Linked DNA regions of Mus musculus: region 2 is linked to region 1. Evidence: chromatin contacts called from public Hi-C data. All regions are on one chromosome and are shown on one strand. Each heading gives the region's core, a stretch centred on a gene start, on an enhancer-like site or on the middle of the called end of the contact. The rest is flanking DNA. Distances are from core to core; before and after follow the strand shown. Region 1 overlaps Gm41323 (a long non-coding RNA gene). Region 2 overlaps Samd12 (sterile alpha motif domain containing 12).

Region 1 (3,767 bases), core at 449-2,948:
GCTAGACAAGGCAGCCCAGCTAGTAGAACATATCCCACATACAGGCAGCAGTTTTGGGATAGTCCCTGTTCCAGTTGTTTGGGACTCACATGAGGGCCAAGTTGCACATCTGCTATATATAAGTAAGGAGGCCTACGTCCCACCCCTGTATGTTCTTTTGTTGTTGGTTCAGTCTCTGAGAGCCCCAAGGGTCCATGTTAATTCTCTCTGTTAGTCTTCCTGTGGGGTACCTAGTTCCTTTGGGGCCTGTAATTCCTTCTCCTGTTTTTCTATAAGAATCCTCAAACTCAGTTCACTATTTGGCTGTGGGTATCTGTATCTGTCTGAGTTGGCTGCTGGGTGGAGCCTCAACTTAAGAATGATTAAAGATGGGGGACCTTTGGGATAGCATTGAAAATGTAAATGAGGAAAATACCTAATAAAAAAAATTTAAAAAAAAGAATGATTAAAGAATGTGTGTTACATCTACACAATGGAATAGTATTCAGCTATTAAAAAAACAAAGACATCATGAATTTTACAGGCAAATGTATGGAACCTGAGAGGATCATCCTGAGTGAGGTAGCCCAGTCCCAAAAGGACATGCATGGCATGTACTCACTTATAGTGGATCTTAGCCTTAAAATACAGGTACCATGTTACACTCCCCAGACCCAAGGAACTAAATAAGAAGGAAGGCCCAAGTGAGGAAGCTTGAATCTCACTTAAAAAGGGGGATAAAATAGTTGTAAGAGGCAAATAGAGGGAGGGAACTAGGAGGGAGGGCTTATGGGGAGGGGGATGGGGGATTCAGGATCAAGTGTGAGAAAGGACAGGAGAGATGACTAGATGGCCATAAAAATGAATGGAAACCTGAAACTGATGTGGGTGAGGAGGTGGGGGCATTTCCAGGATGAGATAGAGGCCTGTGATAAGAGAAGCACCCAAGAATCGATGGTGGTGACCTTAGCTGTGACTCACTGCATTGGGGATATGGACCCTGAAGAGACTACCTCCTGTAGCCAGACAGGAACCCCAGTGTAGCAATAGAGGCACCAACCTACCCACAAATCTTTCAACTCCAAATTTATCCTGTCTACAAGAATTGCAGGCATGGGGGATAAAGCAGAGACTGAGGGAATGACCAACCAATATCTGGTCCAATTTGAGACCCATCCCATGGGCAAGCACCAATCCCTAACACTATTAATGATACTCTATTATGCTTGCAGACAGGAGTTTTTTTTTCAATGCTTTTTATTTCAATGTTTATTATTTCTCTAACTCTGGGGGTCCCCACTCTTCCAGGACTAGGGTGATTCAGTATTTCTTTTGGGAAAAATTTTTTTCAGATGACAATATCTTTCCCCCTGTAGTTTCCCATTGCCTTTACCTTCTGTGAGACTGGGACATTCTGGTTTGTCATACGTTTCAGCAATCTGTCCCATTAGGCTTGCTTTTTCTTACCCGGGGATCTAGAATGGACTCTTGTCTTCTCAAGGTAACATTTCTCCTCTGGGAGAACATTTGCTTCTAATGCTGTATTTCAACATTTTATTTTCAGGAGAGAAAAGTCTGTGTGACTTCATCTCCCTGTGTTGAAAATGATGACTGTCTAGACCACGTGTTCCACCCAAGTTCTGTGTGGTTTCTGTGGTTACTGTAGCATTGGGGGTTGTTGGCCTTGCCTAGCCTTGACTGATTACCCTGAGGCCAAGCCAAGCAGAAGAGTGTTATTCTTTGTGGCCAAGTGTCTGGTTACACTCTAGGAGAAGGGAATGGGATTCCTGTAGGATGACAGGAAGACCTTCGTTATCTGTGGGAAAAGGAATGATTATGTTTCTCTATAGTTGGGTAATGTGGTTGCCTGTAACCTTGAGCCTGACCAGAGAATCCTGCTATCATTTACTTTGACACTGTATTTAAATTCCCACAATAATTAACCATGTTTCAAACATCTCCAGGAAATGAGTTATTGAAATAATATTCTGATGGTAAGGTAAAGTGTCTTTAAAAGCCTGAGCTAAATTCCAATGATAAAAAGGCAGAATCGAGACTATACCAAACCATTTGAAAGGCTGTCCTTTCAAAAGTGATTCGTTGTGAACTTCTTGATAGCTTTGTGTGATAGAGAGGGGCAGAAAGGCATGGAATGAAGCAATGTCACCATTTCACTAGGTATTAGCTTAATACATGTCTTCTGTAAATTGAGATGAATTAAATGGTATCGTCAAAAAGTAAAACACTTGCAGAGCTTTAGAGCTAGAAGGGTAGAGAGGAAATAATGACTCCATAATAAGAACATTCTCCATGTTGTTGCCTGCAACCAGTAACTTCATGGCAGACATTACTAATGGATCTTATCACTTTTCTTTGCTGTGCCTATTTCAATATCACAGTCTTTATTATTATTTCACCAAACCATACACAATTCTATTATAGGATTTGGCCCTCCCTTTACAAACCTCTTACCAGTGCTATCTCAGAGCAAGCCAATTGTTCTTCTATCCTCAAGAAGAAAGCCAAAAGTACAAAAGAGCCATGTGTTGGAGTCCCACTGACAATTCTATAGGGCAGGCATTTTTTGACCAAATTTGAGTTAATTTGAGTTCTAGACCTTTGATGGACTTGTCTCCAAGTATAGACCCTTGAACATACTATACAATTAAGAAAATAAATGCAATTAAAAATAACAGTTAAGAATTTTTAGCCAAACATTTGATAATACAAGGTTTGGGAAAGATCTCTGAAAGCATATTCATATGCCTTAGAATAGTACCACTTAAATTAGCATTATGCTACAAATATATTTCTATAACTTTAAAAATATGTTTAGAATTTCTCTTTCCCTCCCTCCCTCCCTCCCTCCCTCCCTCCCTCCCTCCCTCCCTCCCTCCCTCCCTTCCTTCCTTCCTTTCTTTCTTTCTTTTTTGTTTTTTTTTGAGACAGGGTTTCTCTTTGTGTAGCCCTGGCTGTCCTGGAACTCACTCTGTAGACCAGGCTGACATTGAACTCAGAAATCTGCCTGCCTCTGCCTCCCAAGTGCTGGGATTAAAGGCATACCTTACCACTGCCTGGCTTTAGAATTTTTTAATATTACCTTCACTCCTATTTTCTCCTGTCTACCTTCTACCCCAGTCAGCATGTGATTTCCCATACAGGTCCCCTTTTCACAGCCATGGCTTTTTGCTTTTCTTTTTTGTGTGTCCCAATAAGTGTAACCAGGGCTGTGTTGTGTGACTGTGATTTGGAACTATCCATAAAATCCTGGTAGGCTTACCTGGGTACTCAACTAAAGACAATGATGGTCCCTTTACCAGTAATCAATCGTTCAACAAGGAGAGAAAGGGTTCCATGAGTCCCTCCCCAAACCCATGACAGGCTCAGGGCTATCAACTTCAGTTACCATGGGAACATGATACAACGGTGGTGCTATGCACAGAAGGCATTTTCAGTAACTTTTGCCACTTTTAAATATTTAAAAAAATATTTATTTATTTATTTATTGATCTATTTATCTATCGTTCTTTTTCACCCTATTCTTTAATTTTCCCTAAGCCTTAGAGGGCATAGTATGTATACATGTATGCATATATGCACTGTTTAGAGCTAAGCACTGGACTGTTGGTCATTTTTGACTACTAACATCATCATTAACCTTCGTATTCACTATCATTCAGTAAAGAGAAAATTCTTTAAGGCTGAGAGTGATATTTTCTTATGGATGTAAGCATAGGTACCACATCAATTTAATTAATTACACAAGAATGCATTACCCCTTAACATCT
Region 2 (3,767 bases), core at 756-3,255, 610 kb before region 1:
TTGAAAATATACACAGAACACTGTTAACAGCTGGAGAGTAGATGTCATTTTGAAGAAGACAAAAAGTATATGCAAATTTATCATATTCTAGAATATGAAGCAAGTTCACCAAATTTTAAAGAATCAATTATATCATGCAAAATACAAACAAATTCATTATGAAAACAATTACAAACATATAAAAACATAATATTCTTAGGGTGCAAAAAACCCTCATATTTATGAAAATGGGACTGAACTGACTATGTATAAATTCTATTTAACAAAATGCATAAAACATAAAGCTAAAGTAATATTTAAGGAGACATTTATACCCTTTAATGTTTATGTTTAAAAATATATGAATTGCTCATCTGTGGACACTTTTATAAAGTAACAGCATATTAATCTCACAAGTAATAAGTGGGAATAATAAACATTTATTTAAAAAGTACACAAAAGTAGAAAAGGCAAAAAGTTGATCAGTTACAATAACATATTGGCTAAATGTCAAAAAGAGATGAAATTTACAAATAACACAAAAGATATAAAAGTGTCTATAGTTATATATGAATGAGAAGTTATCAGATTTTAAAAGCAGTTGTTTAAACTACTCCATGCAAATAATTTGAAATTTTAGATGAACAAACAATACACAACCATATACAGATCATCAAAACTAATTTAAGAAAATCAAGGAAACCCAAATGAGCCCATAAGAATTGAAGAAAGAAAACTGTTGATAAACTATTCCCCACTGGAAAGTACTAAACTGAATGGTTGTATATGAAAGTTCTTCCAGTTATTCATGTCAAAAATATATCAGTTCTCTTAGACAAGAAAAGACAAAAGGATATTCCCAAATTAATTCTATAAAAGCAGTATCAATCTTGGGTCCAAAATTTGACATAGTATAATAAAATCAAATTGATGCTGGAGAGATAACTCACCACATAGGGCTTGCTGTGCAGCTGTGGGGGCTGCTGTGTGTGCCCAGCACCTATATAGCAAGCCAAGTATCAGACATGCTCGTGACTCCAGCTCTCACGAATAGGACCACATCCTGGGCCAGGGGAGCCTACAGCCACACAAATATGTGCAGATGCACACATGAAGAAAGAAATGTTTTTAATGAAAAACATATACCATCACCAAAAGAAAATTTTAAAATTAGACATTGTAGATTTAGAGTGAACCCTGGAGACAAAGTAAGTTCAGAATTAAGAAACTAATACAAGTCACTGTACAACGTCATAAAAGGAAAAACATATCATCTCCATAGATACCAAACACTCATTCAGTAAAATTCTACAAATATTCCTTATTTTAAGACTTCTTAACCCTGTCTCGAAAAAGTTAATTCTTAATAATGGAATGGAATGGAATTCTCTTAATATAGCAATCTGGTGTCCTGGTTAGATGAGTCACTTAAGAAGAGAGAACTTCAACTGAAGTATTTCTTCCGTCAGATTGACCTGCAGGCATGTCTGTGAGAGCTTGTCTTGATTGATTATGGATGAAGGAGGAACCAGCCTAATGTGGGCGGCACCATCCCTAGGCAAGGGAGCTGGGCTGTATAAGAAAGCTAACAGAACATGGGCCAGAGAGCCAACCAGTAAGCAACATTTCCATGGTTCTAGCCTCCAGCTTCCTGCCTCAATGGGTTGGATAGGTTTTTTGTCAACTTGATACTACCTATACTCATCTGAGAGGAGGGAACCTCGGTTGAGAAAATGCTTCCCTAAGATCTACCCATAGGGAAGCATATAGGGCATTTTGTTAGTTACTAACTGAAAGGAGAAGGCCCAGCCCATTATCAGTGGTGCTATGCCTAAACTGCTGTTGATCCTGGGTTCCAAAAGAGGAGCGAGTCAGGAAGCAGCACTGCTCCATGACCTCAGCGTTAGTTTCTTCCTCCTGTTTCATGCCTTGGTTGAGTTCTTGTCCAGACTTTCTTCAGTGATGAGCAGTGTGGAAACTTAAGCCAACTAAACCTTTTCCTCCCCAAGTTGCATCGGTCAAGTTGTTTCATCACAACAGTAGTAACTCTAACTGAAATACTTGATTTTGTGCCATGGCCTCCCATAGTGATGGACTGTGATTTGGAAATGTAACTCAAACAAACCCTTCTGTCTCCTTGTTGGTTTTGGCTAGATGTTTTATCATAGCAACAGAATAAACTTGATACAAAGAAAGGTGAAAGATGAAGTCATACTTGATGAAGAATGATTAAAAATCTCTTTAAAATTAGAAATAGAATCAGGATTTCCCCACATCGACTCATCCAACTTATAGAGGTTTCAGCCTAGAGAAATATGAGCTAGAGAATAATTTGCATACCAGAACATAGGCATAAGAACATTTGTGGTAGCTTTTATTTTAATAGTAGAAAATTGGAAATTACCCAATTAACTTTTTTTATTTGTACATCAACTGTGATGTCTTTATAAAATATCTTCCAATGCAACTAGACAAAAAAAAAAAAAAATGACTGTATCACATGACCAAAGGCATAAGCCAAAAGCCAACCACAAAACACATATGCATTTTATCATTCAATTTTATTGAAATGTACTAAAGTTTATCAATGAAAGTGTGTTCCTATTTTTTGAAGTACATATGTAACTGTCAAAAACTAACACTGTTCCAAATCTTATTTCCATTTAGGAGTAGCATCGTGAGGGGCCATGCTCCTGTTGAATTTTCAGTTTGCTAAGCTAGTAATAGATGCTCAGGCATTTATTATTTAAGCTATTTCTTATAGTAATTTTATGATCTCTCATAATGTACCAAACAGCATCATCATTAGGAATGCAGACAGAACATGTATTCATTCTTGTGTACTTTTCTGTCTCCCCTTAGAAAGCATCATTTCCAGAAAACTTCCAGTGTTACATGCCATGAGTCATCACTTAACTATTTGCGTTTTTGCTTGTGTCACTAGTAGCTAACTTTTCTTATTTTATTTTCCTTTGCATTTTTCTATAACTACCCTGCTACTTCCAAGGGGACCATAGCTTTATGCCATGTAATGCCCTTAAAAAGAGGCTGACTTAATGATTTGCAAATCACTTCCTCAAATGTAATCCAAGAAATAGAATACGTGTTCTGTACAATGGGGAAAGTTTATTAAGTGAAGCATCATCCTGTAATTCCATAAGCACTAAGTGGATTGTTGGTTGTTGAGGAAACTAAATAGCTCGTGTAAAATGCTACCACAATGTTGGGCACAAAACTGTTGGGGATCATGGATCTAGTCCTTGTTTTTTGTTGTTGTTGTTTTGTTTTTTCTCCTTTTTTGTAAATTTTGAAAGTCAGCTGCCCCTACCTTTTTTATGATGCATTTTATGATTCATTTTTATGATGCTGTTTCTGTAGAACAAATTAACGAGAGCAGGTTTTCTCAGTCATGCATCTGGGTTGTCTACATTGCCTATCACGGCTGGTTGCAAAGAGTAGGAGCCCTGAATGTTTGCTGATTTGGACAAGCCTACTCCATTCCTTCAAGGCTATACACTAACAACCTGTTTGAAAACATCCATCATTTGATCTCTCAAGATTCATCCAAAGACCAGCTGGTCTCCTTTACTCTGAGTGACAGATAAACTCTCAGTGAGAGATAAACATCTCTCAAGACAATTGCCTAAGCAGCTACCTTGATCAGTTATCTCATCACAGAACTTCTCCTTAAAGTTCAGTGAAATGACTTACACAAAAGCTGATCCACTTAGATGACTTTAAAAAAATAGTTTTAGTCCTTTCTTTCATCCCTCCAGTCTGAATTCCTG

What was found. A called contact is a pair of places that touch in the nucleus more often than the background predicts.
Region 2: a contact with region 1 is called in a Hi-C map of adipose-derived mesenchymal stem cells, with 1.9 times the contacts expected there. The contact joins two enhancer-like sites. A contact is called at or near these places in 1 of 484 Hi-C or Micro-C datasets (adipose-derived mesenchymal stem cells) and 2 of 115 datasets of contacts at active chromatin or transcription factors (astrocytes and embryonic fibroblasts).

Annotation. Positions count from the first base shown.
Region 1 is chr15:52,926,487-52,930,253 of GRCm38.p6, reverse strand. The region is part of intron 2 of Gm41323 (a long non-coding RNA gene); the gene reads left to right. Among named protein-coding and RNA genes, the nearest start is that of Gm41323, 5.2 kb to the left of the region's middle. Within about 2 kb of position 1,698, at least 58 of the 459 cell types and tissues checked have an H3K27ac peak or open chromatin away from gene starts, as enhancers often do. A contact at or near this core is called in adipose-derived mesenchymal stem cells and embryonic fibroblasts, where this site is marked.
Region 2 is chr15:53,541,354-53,545,120 of GRCm38.p6, reverse strand. The region is part of intron 4 of Samd12 (sterile alpha motif domain containing 12); the gene reads left to right. Among named protein-coding and RNA genes, the nearest start is that of Gm23200, 70 kb to the left of the region's middle. Within about 2 kb of position 2,005, at least 22 of the 459 cell types and tissues checked have an H3K27ac peak or open chromatin away from gene starts, as enhancers often do. A contact at or near this core is called in adipose-derived mesenchymal stem cells and embryonic fibroblasts, where this site is marked.